Regions from separate parts of the Mus musculus genome. Here region 2 is linked to region 1. A link is a contact called in public HiCAR-type data. All regions are on one chromosome and are shown on one strand. The core of a region is the stretch at or near the end of the contact, and the rest is flanking DNA. Distances in the headings are between cores, read along the strand shown.

Region 1 (6,895 bases), core at 2,461-4,960:
TTCTCTTGTGCATTCCTGCCCCTTTCACAGTTTTGAAGATAATATAATTGTGGAAATAAAGTTCTTAACGAATGCATCTCAAAGTGGCATTTTCCAAATGTAACCAGGAAAGAAGTCAGCTCCTTTTTATAGTTGGTGAGGCATCACTGAGCAGGCATCAGCATGCGTATACCCAGAAGAAGAGAAAGAACAACTTGTGCAAGCCATTGTTGGTCATGAGCACTGCTTACTCTGGCCACAGTAGATTGTGACCTCACAACTCTTTCAAGAAAAATAAAGTGGGAATGCCTGGCATGCGCCGGGCACTGAGGTCAACTTCAGTCACAAATAAACAACAAGTAAAGTAATGAGCAAGCGTGATTTAACAGTCCCAAACAATGCATGTCTGCTGAACTACATCTTCTAGTCTGCTTGTTAATTCTGAGTGTATAGGCCAGGGCATGATTGTCATCACTGACACAACACCCAGCAGTGACATTTTATACAGAAGTTCCTCTTCAGTAACTCCTCACTACTACACTAGTCCTTTTCCTTCTCCTTCTCCTTCCCTTCTCCAACCCCCCCCCCCCCCACACACACACAGCCTGCATCCTTGTGTTCACCCACAGGGGTGTCACAGGACAGAGTTCAGACATGACTTTTGCCAGGATACTGGTATATGAGAGGGAGGGCAGGAGGGGAGAGGGAGGGGCAGGGAGGAGGAGGAGGGAGGAAGAGAGAGAGAGAGAGAGAGAGAGAGAGAGAGAGAGAGAGAGAGAGAAAGAGAGAGAAATCTTTTAAACTCTGAACTGCTAGAAAAACATGAAAATACTGATCTTTTAAAGGACTCTTTAAAAGGGATACATTTGGCTAGGGATATTGCTTAGTGGTTAGAGCACTGGCTGCTCTTCCAGAGAACAGCACTTCAGTTTCTAGCATCCATGTTAGGCAACTTAAAAAATTCAGATGCAGTTCCATAGTATGTAACACCCTCTTCTGGCTTCCACTGGCATCCACATACATACACAGAGCACACTTTACACAATAAAAATACATCTTAAAATTCAATGTGTATCATGTCTTTTTGAGGAGTGAATAAAAAAAGAAACAAACAAACAAAAAGAAATAGGTAAGGACATGACTGGTCCCAGATTCAGCACCAGGTGAATGAAAGAAAGAAATAAAAGGGGGAGAACATGACTGCTCCCAGGTTTGGTAGAGGAGAAAGCCTATTACATATGTGGGAGTCCAGAGATAATATGAGTCATGTAAGGAGACAGCACAGGGAAAGGGAGAGGGGAGAGAGGGGAACCAGGCAGAAGGCCCAAAAGAGAGTAGAAGGCAGGGAACAGATTACCAAACTGGTCAGATTACAGAGCAAGCAAGGGCAGCCCAGTCCCTGGCCTGGAGAAGTTTAGGGTGGGGTGGGGTATGTTAGCCAGGAGGCCCTGTAACAGCTAGGGACTGAGATGATAGGACAATTTTTGATGTGTCACATAGGCACCTCAGCCATCTGTCTCAAGTTTGAAACCCAACAATGAGAATGTTAGGAAAGTTTCCACTGCTGTGATAAACTTGACTCATACAAAAGTTTTATTTTGGTTCAAAGCTTCAGATCCTGGTAGCTCCCTTCACTGTTCTTACGCCGACGGGGGTGGGGTGGAGTGGGGGAGGGGTAACAACACCAAGGTAGAAGTGTGTGGCATGAGAACCTTTCTTATCTCATGACAGCTAGTAAATACTGAGGGGCAATAGGGCTCAGTGGGACAGAGTCCTAATAGCACCTTTCTAGGGCATGCCTGCCATGCCCTAGCTTTCTCTCTACTAGGTTCTACCTCCAAATGTTTCTAACACTTGCTGGAGTACCACCCTCTGGGAGCAAGCCTTTAACACATGAACTTTTGAGAAACATTTAGGACATTAAGCAGAACAGATGGGTCATGTAAGCAATACTGTTTACATAAACAATAGCTATGAAGATACAGTGATCCTTCTGTATGTGGGGAGGGTTGCTCCAGGGTTCTACTGAGGATACCATAACCTGTGCATGTTCAAGTCCTTCTTGAAAGTATTTCCATATACTGATGCACAAATTCTTATATTTCCATATGTCATTTAGACTACTTGAAATACCTAATCCAAGGTAGGGTCTGTATAAATTGTTTTATACAGATTATATAAATATAACATTAATACTATATTATCTAGGCAATAATGACAAGAAGACAAATAGGTTTGTGTTCAGTACAGGTATGATTTGTTAAGAATGTTTCCTATCTGTATTGGTTGACTCCTGACATACAAACCCGTGGAAGGATGGAGCTCTCTGGGCCCTTGGAGGTGGAGAAAACTTAAAGTCAGGGCCATCATAACACAGAGTTCTTGGGGTAAATGACTTGATGCCAGAGAATGCATTGAAAATTCTTAGGCTCAGAGAGGAAGTGGATGATTAGAGCAGAGACTTAAGTACGCCGGTCAGAGAGGCCTACTTCACTTCCAGGTCAGTGACACTCCTAACCCCTGGGAAGTGGAATCCTGGAGCACTTAGCTCCATGCTGGGCACACAGTATGTACATGTTAAAAGCCGCTTTATAACTTAGGAGGAGAACGATCAGCAGAGGGGAGGAAAGAGCGAGAAGAGAGGCAAGAGGAAAGAGGGAAGAGAGAAGAGCCTGATGGTCTTAAATAATCCTCAAAATTTATTCTGGTTAAATGTACTTTCTGTCAGTAAGCTGTTAAATACAGTTTACTGTAAACCAAATCAACAAACCATGCACACATGCGTTCCGAGGCGCGGGGTGGATGACGTCATGCCCATCCCCCTCCCTCCACGTTATTTTACCCTTTATGATGGTTCCAAGTCTTCTGTTTGTTTGGTCGGGATCCAGCATTAACCTACCACTTCCTTGAAGTCTTCTGGGCACTCACTAATTTATAGTAATCTCTTCTGGTTCCACCCCTGCAGCGTCATGTTCTGTATTTCCCCTCATTTGGCACTTTGTCCTCCACTGCCTGGGGCCGTTCCCTGAAGACCCACTCTCCCAGTTCCCCTGCTCTGACAGTCAAGCCCGTAAATCTTAATTATAAGGCTAGGATATGATCCTCACTAAATCCTAGTTACATTCAGTGTCTTATTTGAAACTTCTAGTGCCCCGCTCCTCTCCCACAAATCCACTTGCTCTGGAGAAATCTGGTCTTGAGATGACTAACAAGTTCTAGCACCTCATCCCCAGCCTGACATTTTCAAATTATTTACATACTTCATCATTTTCCAGTGTGTACTACCAAAACAACGTTTATATTAAAAACACATTTAATCATCCAACATTTTTCCCTAAGAACTGTGCTGATGATAGCCAGGGGCACTGTCCCACTTAGAGGAGCTGAAATAAGGAAAGGTCCCCTGCTTGACCAAATGATAGACTGGGAGTGGGGTTAAAAGGAGAAATGAGGTCAGCCCAAGACAGTCTGGTGGCCTCGAAAGAGAAGCTGGTGCCACAGTCAGCACACTAGGTCCACTGGAAGTACATACTTCCTCATGTGCCAGATGCAGCCAGTCATGGGCTGTGTGTTTACTTTGCTTTGAGAAGTGGCTTTGCTTCTTGTAAGTTTTTTTTGTTTTTTTCTTCTTGTGGAAGAAGGCCAACACATGACATAATCTGTTTGCAACACTGGGCTAGAGACAGGATTGTTCTGTGACTTGGCCCCGTCATTTCTGAACTGCTGCTGTAGAAAACAGAGAGGGACTGAAGAACAGAAAACAAAAACAGGGCTGGGAGCAACAAGGGAAAGGCAGTGCTCGGGTGGGCCTCATTCACAAGCAGCCGGCAGCACACACAGTAAGATACAGTTTGATTCCTTAACGTCACGAGGCAGGCGTCCAAGTTCCAGATCATCCACAGGTGTCTGTTTTGTAGTTCACAACTTCCTGCTTTCAAAATCCCGGTAATGAGATAGTGACTGCCTCGAGCCAAAGATGAAGTAGCTACTATCAGTGTGGAAGCCCCATTACCACCCCACCCTCCAGGGGTTGTTTCTTACCCATGGACTTTATTCTTTAGGTACCGATCAGGCAGCTGAGCCTCTGCCCAGTGCAAGACGACTTAGTAGAGATATGAGTTATTGTAAAGGGGGCCTTTGCAGAGTTTATATGTAAGACAGGTAGATAACTAGACAGTGCAGTGTGCTGCACATGAAGCAAAGCAAGATGAATTGGTAGCTTTTGTTCAGGATACAAAATCAGGAAGCTGGGTGTACAGCAAGCACCAAGACTTATCCCAAACCATTTAATCCTTATTTGTTTTCATAATGAAAATTGGGATGCTTTCAAAATCAATAGACTACCATCCCGTTAATCCATCACCTAAACAGCTCCCTCTGCCTCCTTCCTAAAGTCACAATGACTGTTGAACGTGCTAGAAGGAAGCCAGTCTCACAGCGCCATGAGTTCCTCATGGCCCCTGGAAGAATTGCTTGTAGCGTTGTTTAAAATCTAATCACCCTGCTTAGAATTATAATTTCAAACAATCAACAGGATCCATTTGGGCCTTCTACTGTAGTTACTGGGAGCTATATGGCTTGTTTAAGTAAATATCTGTGAGCCCCTTCAGCAAGATACCACAGCTAATGTGCTGTGTGAAGATTCCAGTAACTGCCACTCTTTACTGCTGGAAACTGAGCATAGGATCCTAGGGAAGGCAGAATTTTCTGCTGGTTTCAACTGTTACTTCTGTGGATGGGGAGGGAGGAAACACTATAGTATATTTTCACTTGAACTGAGCTGCTCAGTGCCATGACGTTCAGCCTTTTGTTGTTATGATTGTTCTTTTCTCCTCAGTGTATTTTATGGTTCATTTTCTAGGAACAGAGCAAAAGTGCCTTTGTATATTGACCTATCAGTTGCCCTTGTCATTTATAACGAAAGGAGAGAATGAAAACTTTAGATAACACTAGTCCTTGATATCAACTTTGGTTCTGTGGACCTGAGCAAATCAGTAAGTTACCTTGAGCTTGTATCTTCATACCTCTGAGTGAGATGGCTACACTAACTGCTAGCTTAAGATCTGTTTTCAGTGTGAAATGATTTTCATTCTTTAGCAATTATGGTGCCGATCTAATATGTGGGACACCGGGAGGAGCAGAGCAATGGGGGCAAATGGAAAGACTTCTTGGAGATATAGCTTCATGTTGTAGTAGTGGCCCACAATTTCTTTGAAATAAAAATGAGAAATAGAAAGTAAATACAGTCATCATAAATTTGTTAAATAAATATGGAAATTTAAGAAGCCTGCACCGAAACTTCTCTAAAGTATGTTCTAGAACTCTAAAATTCCAGTCTCACTGTCTTTAAAAGTGTCTAGCAACTGGTCATGGTGGCATCTGCCTATCATGTCACCCTCAGGGAGCTGATGCTGGAATACAACAGGCTCAAAGCCAGGTCAAGATATGAGGCAGCCTAGACAAGGTGAGACCTTGTCTTAGAACAAAAAAAGATTTCTGTAAATTTCTTATAGCAGTTTAGCCTTCAGAAGCAACTGAACATTTAAGAAGCTGTGACATTGTAGGAACACAGACTTTCTTTATCCATCCAATTCTAGAAATGATATAATAATTTTTTTTTAATTAAAAACCCTTCTTGTCTGGGCACATGACTTAGTGGATAACATACTCACAGCTTAAGCATGAGGAAAGTGTGGAGCCTACAGCCCACATAAAGCCATTGGTAGCAGCATGTATCTGTAATCCTAGCATGACTATGGCAAGATGGAAGGTGGTGACCGATAAAATACAGAGAACAGTAGGGCCAGTGATATGGGATACTGGGTAAAAGTATTGCCATGGAAACCTGATGGTCAGAACCCATGGTCCAAAGGGTCAAATGACTCTTAGAAGTGGTCCTCTGACCTCCATATATGCACTGTGGCAGACATGACCACACACATATGCCACACGCACATGTACATGCATATACAGATGCACACATACATACACAAGTACACATGTATACACATACACACACCCCTGCTACCATTTCCTGTACTCTAAAGACAAGATAAGGTTGCTCACTTCAGTGCTATTTCACTATGTGCTGAACTGCAAGTTCCTCTGCACTTCTGATGCCACAGGCTCTCAGCTCTGCGGGAGGTGCCACTGTGGTGAGATGCAGGAGGAGGCTGCTATGGCACACTCTGAAAAACATTGCCCTCTAGATTACAATTTTGACTTATGAACGTGTGTTATTTATTATAGAAAACCCCTCCCATTGATGTGTGCCCCCTCTGCAGAGTCAGTATTGGAGAAAGAACAAGAACATCCACAGTAACAATTTGTATTTTCGCAAACTCTTTCTGATGCTGTCTCCAAATTTGTAGAAGGAATGCAAAAGGCCAGCATTCAAGTTTGCCATGGTTGAGATAGCCACAAAAGAATTTTACAACGTTCTCTAAACTGTTCTAATAAAATACACAATGATGACACACCGATGCTTGCTCCTGCCCATCCGTGTCCCAGAGTTTTTTCAATGTTATTTTCCTACAGAGTTACAGTTTGTTTAAAAAATAAATAACTTTATCAATCCCTCTCTTCTACTTAGCACCTATAGAGACTCTCTTCACTCACATTCCATCACTTCTACAGCCCACCTCAAAGACCACACCTCCTGAACCCACTTCTGGATTCTCTTGATCCTCCTACTAACTCTTCATGATAGTGGTATCATTACCAACAATAAATAGAAACAACACAAGATAAAACCACCTTTGCAGTGAGAGGAGCTAGTAATTTTGTTTCAGTTTCACATACTCGGCCATACTTCACTCATGAGTTTTCAACTCCACAAGAGTTTGATGGCATTACATATTCAGTTGAAACCATTGTGGTAGGTAGTTAAACCCTGACTGTCAAGCTCATTAGATTA
Region 2 (6,687 bases), core at 865-3,364, 210 kb after region 1:
AAACCCTAACTAAAACACCTTCAAATGTGGAAAAAAAAAGCTGTTGGTTGTCAGTTCATGCTTTTTCCTCTCCTTTCAAACCTTTAATCACTCTTCAGGCTTGTTTTTCAACATCTGCATCCATACCTTGGATAAATCTAAACACTATAAAGCCCTCACTCACTTTCCATCTTTCACTGGGATCATCTGGCCTGAGTCTACCTCTCCTAAAGTATTCAGTGGAAAAACACAAGATTAAAAGAAAGAAAAGGTTTGCGATCAGACAAAGCTATTAAATGGTAGCACCGTTAATGAGTACTCAACTCAGAGTATTAACAGCTTGATAATTAGAACCTTTAATCAAAAATGTCAACTTAGCAGGGACATAATTTCCAGCAACACTGGACACAGGTGGACTTCATTGTCCTTTTTTATCCTTTCCTTTTAATTTGATTAAATCAGAAATAACAGCTACTGTAAGCCTTCCTGGAACTCATCGTTTAATTTCTGTTCCAAAATTGCACAGGTAGGATCCAGCCACTTCTGGCATAAAAGGTAGAGTGCAAGACATACAGAATATTCCATCAATTAGCAGCAGACATCACACAATGATGCTTTTAACTGTAATGATGTTCATATATATATATATATATATATATATATATATATATATATATAATCTTAAAGTATTATCAAGCTGTGAATATTGAGAGTATGGGCTGTTTCCTTAGAAGCAGAGGCTACAGAGCACTTGAGCACAGAGCAGTCAATGCTCAGGGTCAGACTGAATAGGAAAGGGAGCTCTAAGATCAGCCACTGTTGACTTCCTCATAAAGACAAGAGGCTAATGGGAAATGGGGAACGTGAGGTGACCCATATCCTCAGGAGAAGGTGACATATTGAGGCTGTGGTTGTCATGAACAAATTGTTAGGTTAGCAGTTCTAGTGATCACAAAGTGGAGCTGAGATGTGACTCCACAATGAACCATGTGGTGGTTGCTTCTCTGAGTGAACCTTTCAAAGCACAGAAGACAAAGCCTTGACGTGAAACTCAAGCTTTCCCAGCCTGCCTGGGAGACTAGGATTCTGTTTTCCCCAGTGATCTCTGTAAAGAGGATGCTGCCAGTCAGTGTTCCACTCTCGGGTGTATTTAATATTCCCTGAACTTTATAAAGCCCAAAGATATCACTGATGACATTTTGGGACTCAAGGGGCTTAAATATCATCTTAAAATAATTTACTCTAATTGAATTAAAATTTTAAATTAAATAAATGCTATTGACCCTTTGGGAAAATCAAAGATAAAATACAAACAATAACAAACAGCATAATGAAGAAGAAAATTGAAAATATAAAAGCCCAGAAGGAAATGGGGGGAAAGTTGTTCTTCCTGTGATGAGAAGAGTCCATTCCCCAAATAAACATAGCTTTACCTAATGTGTTTACAGGAAAAAGCAATTAAACCTAAGCGAATAAAATAACTTGTATTTTACTCCTATGGTAATTGCTGTTTGTTCTTGTATGTTTTTAAGTATTTTTGAAATTATAGTGTAATTAATTACATCATTATCCCTCTTTCCTGTCTCCTCTCTAACCCCTCCAGTGTGCCCCCTTGGCCTCATTCAAACTCATGGCCTCTTTTTTTTTAAGAGTTGTTACACATATATATGTGTGTTCTTAAATACATAAATACAACTTCCTCGATCTGCTTCCTGTTCCTTTTATGTATGTCTTTAGGGCGAGCCATTTGGTTTTGGATAACCAATTGGAATGCCCTTCCCTACAGAAGACTACTTCTCCCACTCTGCATTCCTTGGTTGCTGACAATTCTCTGTCTGAAGTTGAGACCTCGTGGGATTGTTCTTTTCTCTTTACATTTTTAGAACGTACAACGCTCCTTGCTTCCCCGTGTTTCCTTTGTTTTCAAATCTCACCGATGGATTGCTCTAAAATATAAATGATGATCGGGTCCATTTGCAAGCCCCCCCCCCCTTTGCCTGTGTATCTTAAAACTACTTGCGGAGTGATGGCGTCCAGTGGGTGTCTGAGAATCCACTCTTGATAGAGAGCTGTAGAAGTGGGGCTGAGCTTGCAGCCAGCTGTGCTGCTGGGCGGTCCTATCACTTCCTTCTGCTCGCAAGAGAGAAAAAGCAAACAAAAGCCGTGCACGGTCCATACACTGCTGAGTCTGTGACCTTTATTTCCTCAACCCCTTTCCCACGCTAGGCTCCACTTAGCAGCTGAAGTAGGCTTATCCTAGGGAAACAATTACTCACAGGTAGACACTCAAAGGTTTCTCCTCGTGTTCCAGTCTATCAACAGGATGAGATTTAACAAACAAATATGAGCAGTCTTTACCCTCAAGGAAACTATAATCCACTAGCTGGAAAACTGACTAAGTATGTAGCAAAAAAAGGCAACTCGGACGCGGACCGCAGTCCTTTCCACATACCCTCTGTATGCTTCGGATTGGACAGTCTCCCTCAGTGAGCCTTAGACCACTGTGTCCTTGAGGACGTCATCACAATTAGGCTGGAGTTAGTTTGTCTAATCTCACAAGCAACTGATAGAATGACTGTGAAGACTGAGGTAATTTTTGGTTAGTCTGTTTGCTTACTCTCACATGGGACTTACAAATGATAGGGAATATGGAGGTCATTTTAGAAAGTAAGAATTTTCTCACTGACCTTCAAAGACCTTCAAAGATGCTGCTCAGAAGGGGATTCTAATTAGCATTTGGGATTGTACACTTGGTATCTCTCTGGGGGGGGGGGGGGGAAGGGGGTAATGAATTTATTTTTTTATGAGAAACAAAACAAAAACAGAGTTCCAAGGGCTTATTTTAGTCTTTTAATTCCAAGTTAAACTAAGTAGTAAACAATCCTTTCTTAAGTGGTTTCCTCCCTCACGGCCACCACTGACGCAAGCGTCGCAGACATTGGCCTGGAGGGAGGCCTCCAAGGATTACGCAGCATGCTTTAGACGCAACTTGGCAGCCGCTTGTAAACTCCAAAATGAGTAAATCAAATATCAGCAGTCATTGTGGACCTGAATTGCTTCCTCTCTCCCAGTTTCTCACACAACTGTTTGCACCCGGCTTCCCCTCTCAAAACAGCAGCGGGCTCTGGCGGAAGTCTAGTCTCTCCACTTTGCTTCTGTTCAGCGCAACTGCTTATATTATTTTTCTCAAGCCTATTAATAACTTGTAAAAAAAATAAGAGGGACTCATGGCAAGATGTAAACAACAGAACAAGTATCTTCCTGTGTTGTTTCACCATACATTTTGGACTATGAATTCTGTCTTTAACTCAAGAATATGAATTCGACGGTAAGTTTACAAAAAGTAGTCCCACTGAAAACATACACAGGAAAATAAAAAGTAGTCCAACTAAAAACATACACATTTTCCACAATTAAACAATTGTTACTTTTGCTTTGTAATACTATTGTATTTCTTCCTGAATTTTAAATATTATAACAGATAAAAGTTGTACTGGTTAAGCCTTTGTGGGTCATTTTAATTTCATTCTTTATATTTTCATGAAGGACATATTTTTACATTTTTCCTTTCCTCCAATCCCTCTCATTTCCTCTCCATGTTCTCTTCCACATTTATGGCCTCTTTTTTTATTAATAATTCTTACAAACATATTTGTATATATTTTTGTGGGTCCTTAGTACATGATTTTAGTAGAATGAATTTGAAGTAGCATTTAAAAATACTTCCCTTATATCTTTTCCTATTCCTTCACTGGAACAAATATCACAGTTTTTTAGATTGTTGTAAGACATTAATATTTTTTAAAAAAACTGATATATTTCAGTGTATAATAAATGACTTAATTTCTAATAGATATTAACTCAATACAAGAATAAAGGGCCAGCCGGGCATGGTGGCACACACCTTTAATCCCAGCACTCAGAAGGCAGAGGCAGGTAGATTTCTGAGTTCGAGGCCAGCCTGGTCTACAAAGTGAGTTCCAGCACAGCCAGGGCTACACAGAGAAACCCTGTCTCGAAAAACAAAAACAAACAAACAAAAAGAAAAAAAAAACCAAAAAAAATCAAAACAAAACTATGATCCCACTCACACCTGACAGAAAAGAGGATTCTAAACCTTCCATAGAAAATAGGGTAGTAAGGCACACTTGGGCCTTTTTAGATCAATTAACACATTTCTAAAAGCAGTGCTTGTCAGACACAAATACATGCCTGTGGGGCCCAAACTCTCATCCAAGAATAGGTGTAAGGAATTGTTATTTTTGTTACTGTCCCCTAAGTCAAACCTGCTTAGACCTGGAGACTAATCCCCACCACTTCCAGGTCTGCACCGACCGTGATTTCCTCACTCAGCAACTCTTAAGCAGTTGAACCACCAATGAATCCTTGCAAACTAAACGGAACATAATCCAGGTTAAAGAAATCCCTTAGCATCACTGATCCTACCGGACACACCCCATACCTCTGCCTTTACTAACGTTTGCACTTTAACTATAGATCCTACATGATAAAAACATCTCAGCTTTCAATGTAACTTGAGAATTCTCATCCTTATCAAAATCTTGTGAGCCCACTCCTCATCCAGGGTAGAATGAATAACTCCATGTCCATTCCTTCTACTATGTGCTCTGAAGGCCCCCAAGCTTACTCTACTCTACAGAGTTCATCTGCTCACTTTTCCCATCTTCCTCACAAACTGGTGGATCTCGATTTTGTTCTGTGTATTCTCCTCTGTAGTTCCTAGCGTATCATTTAATACATTGCAAAACAAGCTAAATAATTGGATAACAGGAACAGTGAATAACTGTTGCGTACGGTAAGTCTAAAATGTTCTTCCATAGATATCTCACAGAAGGCTTTTAGCCTTTATGTTGCATAAAAGGCAAATGGGATTTTCCTGCCCTGGTTCAAACCCACAAAGACCAGAGGAGGACTTATTTGCTCTCGCCTAACTTTTTTATATTCTCACGAGCCTTTCGATCGTGAATCCTGGGAAAGATTTCAAAAGAGTAATTCCAAATCCTTAAGAGTCAAAGATTCCCCAAGGGTTGTTTCTTTAAATGACAGAAGGACATTTTTGTTGGAGTCTCATGAGTATCTGGTGGGTTTGAGGATAATAATCACCCGAGTCAGAATATTAATTGTTGGCTAGGCTGAGTCCTTACGGTTAATCGAACACTAATTGTTGGCTAGGCTGAGTCCTTACGGTTAATCTCTCAGATTCCTGTAGCCCTGAACCTTTCTCTACAGAAGGAAAACTCTATGCTATTGGTGCCTATACACCAGGACTTATGTACTAGCTAGTGCTATTTGTTGCTCTTCTAAAATCAATATTTATTGATCACTTCCCTAGGCAAATTCAAAGTAGCAAAGAAACCCAACACTTCCACTTTCATGTTTCCAAGGAAGACAATTTTACTCGTTCAATGAACATTTTTTGAAAATATTTTCAGGTGGGCAGTAGAAAGTTATGGTTGTTATGTAGCATTAACTCAGTTATCATAAAGAATGCTTTCAGCTACTCATCAGTTAAAAGACTCTCAGAAAGTGATATTAGATACAATAAATGAAGAATCTCATAAATATAAATATGACATTAGTATAACAGGGTTGCTTTTGATGTCTAGACATAGTACAGTATATTGAGGTATTTAATCTCAGCCTCATTCTAACACACTATTCATTCCTCACTACTTTAATGGCTTATATTAATTATTTTGGCATGACAGACATTTGCTAGTATTACATATAAGTAATTAATATTCACCATGAATATCTACACTTACCACACAATTTTTATTGCTATAGAATATAGAAAAATATTAAGAAAATGTCTTTCTTCTTATGCTGTTCAGGTTGTTCTGTCATCTCAACCTTTGACCACCAATAAGAAATAGTTCAAGCAGCCTTAGGAACAAAAATTTTAGGTACAATTTATGTCCTCAAGCTTCAGAAATATTAACATGTCCTACTTGATTCACCTGCATTAGCATCTGCCTGACTGTAAAAAACTGGTTAACGTAGCTGGGTGAGCTGCCTTCCCCCCACTTTACCTTTCCTTACCCTTCATTGGCCTGTGTTTTAACCACCTGTCCCTGTGGCTTCTGAATGGGACAGAGCCCTCCAGCAGAGGCTGTGAGAGCAGCAGGGATGCTCTGGAGGTTTCCAGTCAGAAGTTAAAATGTGGTTTATCATGAGAAGTTACAGAGTACAACTGAGATCCGCAATAGTCAGACAGATTATGAGATAAGCGGGCCAGAGCTTGTCATGTTAACTTTCTCTTATCATCTTTTCTTCTGACAAAACTAATTTTGGATTAAAATACATTTAATGTAAAGATGCATAATACAACCTTTTCATTAAAAGTATATCTGTAGTACTGCATTTAAGAATAAGAATAAATCTTTTTAAAAGTTGTTGTAATTTGCCCTTTTAAGAAATTGAGAGCAGAGGAAGAACTACATTCTTGGAAAATGGCGAGAAGCAAGTTTCAGATATCTGAAGAAGACTCTGAAGGACAAGCCTGTACCCAGCTTCAGCCTCACTGCTTTTCTCAATTTTTCATGAGTCAGTGTGAAAATTTACTATGTGTCAGAAAGAGGTTTGTTTTGTTTTGTTTTGTTTTGTTTTTTTGTGGGCAGTAGAAACACAGCAACAAAATACACAAGTGACTTTTGATGTAGTGGAGGTGATATTATAGATGAAAAG

What was found. HiCAR-type assays count read pairs that join an accessible place to other places.
Region 2: a contact with region 1 is called in a HiCAR-type map of fibro-adipogenic progenitors, with 2.8 times the contacts expected there. The contact joins two enhancer-like sites. A contact is called at or near these places in 5 of 484 Hi-C or Micro-C datasets (arterial endothelial cells, embryonic stem cells, neutrophils and 2 more), 3 of 115 datasets of contacts at active chromatin or transcription factors (bone marrow-derived macrophages, fibro-adipogenic progenitors and heart atrium) and 2 of 9 other capture datasets (bone marrow-derived macrophages and embryonic stem cells).

What each region holds. Positions count from the first base shown.
Region 1 is chr13:81,133,246-81,140,140 of GRCm38.p6, forward strand. The region is part of intron 87 of Adgrv1 (adhesion G protein-coupled receptor V1); the gene reads right to left. Among named protein-coding and RNA genes, the nearest start is that of Gm32639, 33 kb to the left of the region's middle. Within about 2 kb of position 3,711, at least 150 of the 459 cell types and tissues checked have an H3K27ac peak or open chromatin away from gene starts, as enhancers often do. A contact at or near this core is called in bone marrow-derived macrophages, fibro-adipogenic progenitors and heart atrium, where this site is marked.
Region 2 is chr13:81,349,512-81,356,198 of GRCm38.p6, forward strand. All of the region lies in intron 83 of Adgrv1 (adhesion G protein-coupled receptor V1), which reads right to left. Among named protein-coding and RNA genes, the nearest start is that of Gm32639, 250 kb to the left of the region's middle. Within about 2 kb of position 2,115, at least 67 of the 459 cell types and tissues checked have an H3K27ac peak or open chromatin away from gene starts, as enhancers often do. A contact at or near this core is called in bone marrow-derived macrophages, fibro-adipogenic progenitors and heart atrium, where this site is marked.